Linked DNA regions of Zea mays: region 1 is linked to region 2. The links are chromatin contacts, called in public Hi-C maps. All regions are on one chromosome and are shown on one strand. Each heading gives the region's core, a stretch centred on a gene start, on an enhancer-like site or on the middle of the called end of the contact. The rest is flanking DNA. Distances are from core to core; before and after follow the strand shown.

What was found. A called contact is a pair of places that touch in the nucleus more often than the background predicts.
Region 1: a Hi-C map of leaf shows a contact between it and region 2, with 5 times the contacts expected there. The contact joins the promoter of LOC100276384 here to the promoter of LOC100279909 in region 2. A contact is called at or near these places in 2 of 25 Hi-C or Micro-C datasets (endosperm and leaf).

Annotation. Positions count from the first base shown.
Region 1 is chr5:50,329,242-50,333,990 of Zm-B73-REFERENCE-NAM-5.0, forward strand. It overlaps LOC100276384 (Wound-responsive family protein), which reads right to left and starts at 1,796. Exons shown (of 1, transcript NM_001150189.2): 1 at 1,162-1,796. The coding sequence starts at 1,674. The coding sequence ends at 1,363.
Region 2 is chr5:50,136,150-50,140,886 of Zm-B73-REFERENCE-NAM-5.0, forward strand. It overlaps LOC100279909 (Putative beta-glucosidase 41), which reads left to right and starts at 2,618. Exons shown (of 15, transcript NM_001152861.1): 1 at 2,618-2,736; 2 at 3,776-3,902; 3 at 4,026-4,107; 4 at 4,177-4,243; 5 at 4,322-4,380. LOC100273201 (50S ribosomal protein L24, chloroplastic-like) reads right to left here and starts at 2,299. Exons shown (of 4, transcript NM_001147644.1): 1 at 2,114-2,299; 2 at 639-677; 3 at 323-550; 4 at 1-187. The coding sequence starts at 2,242. The coding sequence ends at 5.

The DNA.
Region 1 (4,749 bases), core at 546-3,045, 190 kb after region 2:
ATTAAGTATTTTAAAATATAACAAATGCCTCTAAGCTTGTCAAATTCTATGAAAAATCCTAGAAATGGACCGCGACAAAAAATGAACACAAATTTAGAACTGGTGAAAATATCTTTAGAAGATTCCAAAATTATTAGCTCGAGAAAAACGCGAAAATATCCAAAAAGTTTTGGATTTTTTTCAAAACATTTTAACTAATGTCTAAATATAAAATGTTTGGGAAAAAATGGATGCAATAAGCTAGAATGCAAACAAAATTATTTGGTGTTGAATGCATTCCTAATGGCCGCATATCATCTTTTTGTTGAAAAAAACCCAAATTTGTTTCTTTGTCATCTATTATAATGTTAAAAAAATTCTAGATTTTTCTAAATACTTTACCTTTTCTAAGACCAAAATCTTTTTTAGACAATATGATAAGCTATAAATATATTATTTGTATTTTTTGTCCTAATCTATATCTAAGTTTATTCAAAATAAACTCTAAAGTTTTCAAACATATTTTTCGTGGTTGAAAAACCTTAGCAAATATTCACCAGTTTTTTCAACTAAAAGAGGATGGAATCACCTTGAAAACTAAAACATGATGAAATGACCTTGAAAAAAGACTTTTAATTGTTGGCACGGAGAGAATCTACATGGTTTTGACTTTTGAGTGCTGATGGGTAAGATGTCTAATTTTAAAAGTCGAAGGAAAAATAAATAAATCAATTTTAAAAGTTTAAGGAAAAATAAATAAATCAGTCGGTCACTCGGTCTTCACAATGGCCAAGCCCATTGCCCGACAGAGAGCCTACCGCTCAATGCAGCCCATGAGACCGGGAAGGTTTACCTTTTTTGTGAAGACCGGTTTTTAGTTTAAAAACGGTTTGTTTAACCCTGCTCTGTTCATCATTCATCAGCGCTGTACCCATCATCATGTCTTTGGCACCTCAGGCACAAACCACATAAAAAAAAGAAATACTCCATTCATTCTTTTTTATTTGTCATGGTTTGGTTCAAAAATAAATTAGCGGATGATAAATATTCGACAATAAAGATAGTATTAATTTTCATATGATTCCTCACTCCTAGAGTCCAGTTCAGCTGCTCCACTAACCAGTGCTAACGCGCGTAAGACGGTCGGTCTGAGATTAGCGAGAATGCAAGAGCCAGGAGGCAATCACTAATCACATCACAAAATTTCTCATTTCCATTTGTTTATCACCCAACAATAATAAGCAATTCTCGTGGCATAAACCACCAGAGGACGGATTACACATACAAAATTTGCAGATACATCTCTGTATGTGTACGAACAAGAAGTGGAGGAATCGGACAGCGTGTATAAAGGAGTAATTAATAAGAGAATGCCCCTAACAATTAGTTAGGGCCCCAGCAGACGAGGTGGTACGCCTTGTGCATCTTCTCCTCCTCCGATCGCCTGGGCCTGGCGGCCCTACCGGCGGCCGCGGCGCTGCCACTGCCACCCGCGGTTTGGGACGACGACAACGACAACGGGACGGCGCGGCCGGCGACGACCTTATTGGCGGCGGCCGCGCGGTTGTAGAGGGAGCGGAGCGCGTAGTCCCACCGGCACAGCCCCGCCTGGTCCTTGAGCGCCTCCACCGCGCTCATGCTCGCCGCCACCACGAACGACGACGCCTTCTTGGTCATGGACGACGATGCGCTCATCTTCTCTGCTAGCTCAGAGCTTGATGATAATCGGCTATCCCTCTCGCGCGCGCACCGGCTAGGCTATAAACACTTTCTTGCTTCTGGATCTTGGTCTGTTTGCGTTGACGCTTTGCACTGCGGAGATGACGAGGGAAGGGGAGGGGACTTATATATGCCCGGCAGCAGGCCGGTAGCCGATGCAGTTGGCGGCAGCGTGGAAGGAGTGGACGGACGCGGCGGGAGAGGAAAACAGGGGGCTCTGGTTGCTGGTTTCCGGCAGAGTGGAACACTGAAACTTTACACTACACCCAGGTTCAGAAACCGGAGGTTGGGCCGCGTGTGGAATAATATTCTGTGTTCCTTTTTCTGCACTTTGCTTACGCTGAAAATGAGTGAAGGTGGGGTGAGGCGCATGTGATCTGCATACGCCCGGAACGTTCCTTTACGTCATTTTTTTATTGAACAAGTATGCATAGTTTTTTATGCCCATAAGAACTATTTCCAACCATTCTCACCAGATTTTTCTCCTATCCATAATTTCTATTATATTTTACTATATCACGCAAAAAATTCTCCCCCCATATCGACGACTCCAAACATTTACCCTATCGAGCTTCCCCTTATACTATAATTCAGTTATTTGACATTTTTTCATAAGTTTTCGAAATTTTAAAAAATCATAGATTATTTGTACTACTATAATATATATTATTATCATCAAGTTATGGTACTTAAAAAAGATTTATATTATAAAAATAAAGTAATTAAAATGCGAGGAAGATTAGAAGTCACCTTATATATAGGGAAGTTGCCTCGCTCTCCACATATGGGGTGAGCTATGGGAGGCACCGTTGGAGGAGGTTTTCACCCCAAACAGCCCCGGTCCTATGATTTTGAGAACCCCTGGCGAACTGATCATGGTAGACCCTCTAGACTATATAAAAAATTCTATGATTAGTACTTTATAGGTAAATAATAATGTGCATTGAAATTAGTTTTAAAAATATCTAAGACACTAAATAATATACATCAGTGCAGATTAGTACTTTGTAGGTTGAGAAGAACAAGGGTCGCAGAACAACCTGAATCCTGATTCCTCGATCGTGCGTGCCTAGAGGCTGGCGCAGTGGCGCCCAGCGCCCTGGAATCCTAGAGGGCTGGATCGGCGAGATGGCGAATGGCGATCGCATGGAGGGTGTAGTCGCACATACGCGTGACGTGAGCGTGACGACTGGGCAGTGGGCAACGCGTGCCGCGTAGTCCGTGTGTGTCGAGCATCCGTGTGCCTAGCCCTACCAGCTTGTTGGATACCAATACTATTTTACTACTAGCATATAGCTCGTGTTAACGCTATATTCCTGGGAAGGGGAGGAGAGGGGTGGACGACAACTGTGGTGGCGCAAGGGGAGGATTGTCAGGGGTGGGGATGCGAGGAGTGGAGGACGAGTGGAGGACTGAAGTATGATCCAAATAATATTATCTATTAGATTCGAGTGTATTATATATGGGTGTGTGGATTATTTGGTTAGATGGGTTTTCTAAAATTTAAACTGGTGTGTTATATAATGTTATAGATACTAAATATTGGGCCCCTATTAGTTTTGGGGCCTCGGCCGTCGCCTCCGTCGCATGGACTCAGGGTCGGCCCTGACCCCAAAACGCACACTACGTGGGGTGGGGGTATGGGCTATGGGGGCATTGTTGGAGCTAGCCTAGCCTAAGGCCTTGTTTAGTTGGCTAATATTTAATACTCTCTTTGTTCCAAATTAGTAGCCGTTTTAGGCAGGGTTTTAAATAGCCGGCTATAGCCCGCTATAGCCGGTTATATCCCGATATAACCCGTTATTTGCACTTTTGAGAAGCACGCAACTAAAGCCCTTAGCCCGCTATTTAAAACCATGGTTTTAGGTCTTCATTTTTTATGTCTATATTCAAACAAATGATAATGAAACTAGATACATATTCAAAACACATACATCAAATATTGAATGAATTTGTTAAAAAGCTAAAACGACTTCTATATTAGAACAGAGGTAATACATACAAAGGTCCAATATAGAGCCAGATGTTGGATTGAGTAAATCCATCACATGTCACCTAAATCATGTGTGTTTCAGTTATAGCTAGAATTTAATACATTACTGATTCTTCACTGTTTAGTTACACCACTAAATACAAATCCTTGTTAAACACACACAATTATAGTAAAGTCCATGCTTTTTTCCCAACCAATGCACAATAGCTTGTTCAACATTGAACTGTTCTTAGAAAAATAAGGACGAAACACATACACACACGATAATGCTGATTGCAGTTTACGCATAATTTAAATAGCTAGTGTTGGGACCATGCTTCATCGCCGAAGGTCCTGCAGGAAGAAACAGCTTCGGCTGAAGCTGTCTACACGTGATGCCGAAGGGTGCCGTTCATGAAGCTTCGGAATTATAAACCGACTTAAAAGTAGAATGACCTTTTAGTCCATAAGTGTTTGAGTCGTTGTTGTAAACTTTTATGAGGGGTATGATTGTAATTGCTCACCGGCTGTGTTCTGTGCCTATAAATAGTGAACAGTATTCCTTTACTGTTCACGCTTTTCTGTAACTGCAACCGCGTCATTCGAGAATTATTCTTTGCCAAGGCAGAGGTATAAATGTATCTAATATTTAAGTATATCAAGTTGATATAATATGAAAATGATGTTGTTCATTTATAATTTGCTTATCTTTAATGTTTCATATCTCGTATTATTTTATACAATCTATTAGAGTTCAATTACAAAGATTCGACCTTCGTAATTGTATCGTCTTTAACCTTCGTCCGAAGTGCATTAGATCCTTAAGGGAATAATGTTTCAGCGGACGAAGGGCATTAACATTTAACATTTCATGTTGCCTTGTTCTTAATTCATAGCATTTGAGAACAAGCCCCCAACATTGGCGCCCACCTCCGGTGAACCCACTTCCACTTTTCTGAGCTGATGGCTTCGTTCAATATTCAAGCTGGAGCTGCTTCGGTTCCGAAGCTGGTACTCCCGATAACAGGCGGTTCATGTTCAGAACCAGCCAATAAGAAGCAGAAGAAGGAAGCACAGAG
Region 2 (4,737 bases), core at 1,368-3,867:
ACTGTTACTCCGAATTTCCTTCCTTAAAAACCTTTACCCACTTCTCAACACTGTCGATTACTTCACCGGTCTTGACCAGGTATCGGACCTTGGTCCCGTCCTCCAGGAATTTGTGGCCAACCCTGCTTACCACACTCTTCTCCTTAGAGTAGAGCATCACATTTGAGCTATGAATGGGGCCTTCAATCTGATCAAAGAAAATTTAAGTCTGATCAAGAGAACGATTAGGCACCTACTAAAACTACAGATATGCTCTTGAAACCAATATGTGCAAAGCATCATGAGAGGCCCAAAAAACAAGTTCAATAGAAATTTTGCTGACCATGACGATTTCACCGGGTTCATCGTCTGTGCCTTTCTTGTGCTTCGACTTCAAGTTCAGGTCCTTCACGATCACCGTGCTGTTGTGCTTGAAAAGGCGTGTGACTTCTCCAACCTTTCCTTTCTCACGGCCTGCAATAACCTGTACCGTGTCCCCGATCCTAACATGCATCTTGTGCAGCACAGGAAGACTGTTTGGTTTACACTTCTTTCGCTCCCATCTCTTAAGCTGCAGTGGAAAGTGAAGTTTTAGGACATTTCACATTATTGGATAAAAAAGGTATCAAATATTTGGACTAAAGATTTTTTTTACTCACTCTCATTTCAATTGGGCATATCTTGACCATAAACCTTACCTGCATATTGAACATATTAAACAGCTTGTCAGAACTTCACATCCTAAAGACATAAGATTCCATTTCAAATCAAAGAGACACTAATCAGATGCTTCTGAGATATGGCATGACTCAAACACAGTGGTTACGATTCATGTTGATCTGATCAAGACACTACAGGATCCAGGGCTCCTCTTTATGTTTGAGTAATACGATATCCCTTAAAATACAGTGGTTCTATCACTTCCTTCAACAGTGATTACTTGACCTCACTATCTATTCTTTACTTGCTTTTGCTTCTTAACAGAAAGGTTTATCCTCATCCGATTCTTATCAGTTGGGAATTTTCCAGGCACAAGTACATACAGGTAAGGCATAATAAAGATGACACAGAAAAGAAAGCAGGGTTCAAATACAAACATCATTATGCTCATAATACACTATTTGGCGCCAAATTTTGTTTCCAGTTAGTCATATGTATTGTGTGATGTGGGGTAATTCAGGCATAAATATATATAAACAAAATCAGTGGCACATTGAGGGCAACATAATTTCTTCAGTTGACATTTTGACCGCTTCAAAAGCAACATAATTTCCTCAGTTAACAAACTAAATAAAGAGTACTCGAACAAATTTTACCACATGAAACACAGCATACTCTCTATTAGCACTAAAAGGCAAACATGTGCATAGTTGTATATGCAAAAAGGACAATACCGGATTACCAATGACAAAGGAAATTCTCTTACTTAAATTAATCCCAATCAGTTAATCTATTTGGCGCACTCAAATCTTACCATTTAAGCTTCCATGCAAGATAAAAATAAAAAAAGAAGGTAGACGAAATTCAATATGGACACGGTCTAAATTTAGTGTGTGTCGTGGAGCAAATAGAAACTTAATGTAATATGAAATCTAATAAGGGCGAGTTTGGCATAGTTCTACTCCAAAACTTTGGGTGAAGTATATCTGCTCCGAAGTGTAGATTGCTTTCTCATAACCAGTGCATTGGATGTGTCTTGATTGTTTTTGAAGGATTTTTCAAAGTAGCAAAAAATGTACTCCAAAAAATTATACTACAACTCTCAAAACTCTATAGAGTTTGCAACTCTAGAATTAGGGTGTTTAGTTGACTTTGTCCAGGTCTTCCTTAAAGTTTTGCTCTAGAGTGATGTCAAACACCCCTAAACATAGTCATATTAGAAGCCTGGTTTGTCATCCTTGAAAATGCACAATTAATAACAATGCAAAGGTAATTTTCCATTTCATTGCATCCAATCCATACAGACTAGCTCCAAAACCGTAATGCAAGCTCGAATGTCCCTAGAACAATTCCATCCGACCGCGCTTTGCAACGCTATCCAGAAACTCCAGAGTAAAATCTTTCACCAGAACAGCTACTTATTATCTACCAAACCATCAGCAGAACGGAACGGAATTGGGAAGCAGGAACAGACCCCAGGCTGCGGCGCGGAGTAGGTGGCGAGCCGGTTGCCCCAGAAGCTGCTGCTGCTCGCCGTCGCCGCGCCTAGCGCGGAGATGGAGAGCGACGCCATGGCGCCCTGCAGCGATGCCATCCCAGCCATCCTCTCGCCGCTCTCCCTCTCTCACTGGACTTGCTCAGCGCCCAAACTGCTCAAAGGATAACGCACGCGGCTTCTTCGAGTTGCCCGGAACCGGAAGAGAGAGGATAACGCGCTCTTGTATTCTGACGCTGGTGGGTTGGGCCTCGTCACTAAATGAGACAGGCCTCAGGTGAGGCACAGATGGGCCTGGAAGACGCTTAGGTGATCCAGTGAGGCCCATGGGTGCTCGTTCTACCGCCGTGAGAGGCTACAGGCTAGGGCCTCGGCTCCACGAGCGAGCTCCGCACGCATCAGCTGATCAGCATCACTGCATCAGCTATCAGGACGACAGGACGAGGACGGCGGGGTCAAGGCTCTCTTTCTCTCTCCCTCCCTCTCTGCGTGTCTCCTCGCACGCTACGCGAGGCCACGCGAGATTGCTTGGGAGATGCGTGCCCGCCTCCAGATTCCCCGTTCCAGCGCCGAGGCGCGCAAGCTACGCGACGGTTGCTGAGGCAAGCGAACCCCCTACTCCAGTTTTTCACTTTGCTGTTGTGTAAAATAAAATTCGCGTTACAGAGACAGAGACAGTTTGGGCGATGGAGGGTAGGTGGATGGCGGTGACATCGAAGCTTTGCGCTTTTGCTGCTGCAGGTCCCATCCTGCACCGAGAAAGGGTGGGATGTCAATCGGATTTCTCTATTGCAAATCATGGTTGCAAGTTAGACGTGTTTACCTCAGATCTTTTTCTCCAGAGACATTGGGTATCTCTTTTCTCATAGTGGACTACATTTCTCCCCCTCGAAGTCAATATCTCTTTCTTCGACTTTTCATTGCTGGCAGTTCTGCGCATGTCCTAAATCCTTGAATCATAGTAGGACATCCATGACAGATCACATAAACAACACGGCCAATACATCACTGGGCAGTTGGGCCTCGGCTCCTATCGCCGTCATCTAACTACCATCTAGGGAATCAGGAATGGTCCTGCCGTGCAAGCAAACCTTTAACGTTCCCCATGGGATAAGCATGTGACTATGCAAATGCCCGACACAAATTATATCTTATTATGGTTAAGAATCTTGTGTTTATTTTTCTCTTTCTCCTTTTCTATTCGCCACATGTGTTGAGATAACTATGCAAATCGTGACATGAAGTTTTGTTTCTATGTGGCGCTACCAAACAAAATGGATAAGGAAATGTGTGGCTTTTTTCCATGATAATTGCGACAGTTTCATTTCGTAGCTATCTGTTCCTCGTGGCCATAGTAATGCTTTGCACTTTGTTAATTTTGTAAGAAAAGAAATGGCATGATCTAATAATAAGGCCTTCTCTCTATGTGGCTAACTGGCAAGGGCTTAGCAATCCTCCCCCTTTCTAACTATAACCTTTTAAGGCATGGATGCTGGAGTGCTGGGCAAAACTCAATCTGTCTGGGCAAAGCTCTACTTGCTTGCGACACTCCAGATGTGGACCATTTTTTTTCACAGGTTTCGGAGCTAGACATGTCAAGTAGTTTCCTTCGGTTGTTGATTAATTTGCCCACTGTGATAGAGATTTTGCACCTTGTGGCCTCCACAAGAGTTACTTAGTAGAGACGCACGTTGGAAGGGCTTCCAAGACAAGTGAAGCTCACTAGCTCAGCGTTCAGTTGCTTCCCACGCTTCACCAACTGAACAAGGTTTATATATATGTCATATGATCCTATCTAGTACTTATTCTTAGACTAAAAACACTATGAGTTAGTGCTACCAACTGAAGGATACGCCATGGCTGTTCTGACACTGGTTAATATCCTTATCAGCTTCGCTGCTTGTGCTGAAGCTCTAAGGAGAGCAGACTTCCCTCAAGGTTTCGTCTTTGGCACTGCTTCTTCAGCTTACCAGGTATGGCCTCTTTCATTTCATCCGATGTGCTCTTAGTTTGATGTTTGATTCTGATCAATATGTTATCAGTATGAAGGTGCTGTCAACGAGGGTCAACGTGGACCTACAATATGGGATACTCTCACAAGACGACCCGGTGAGGCTTTATCGAAAAGTGGAGTAATAATATACTAATATGTCCAGAATTGTGACTAAGTTAGCATTTACTCTGCAGGACGGGTGATAGATTTCAGCAATGCAGATGTTGCCGTTGATCACTACCATCGTTATAAGGTAAGCTGCCAGTGATTCAGATATGTTTCTGTTATCTTCTACTATATTTGATTTAAATTCATTCAATTGCTTTACTAAAGCTGGAATTTTTTGTTTTTGAAGCATGAAATCCTTCCATATATGAATTCTTGGGATTTGTTTGATAAGTTGTCTACCTTTCGTGTGGCCATCCTCTGCCAAATTTTAATTTGTAAAAATTGAAATCACGTGTTCATTTTATTGTTCCTTTCATGTCTGTAAGTAGGATAGTGAACAGAGGTTTACCTTAAGGTCCCGTTTGTTTCCTTTGATTTTGAGGAATTGGAATCTTATTAATGGAATAGGCTTTTTTTAGAATGTGACATTCCACCACTTTCC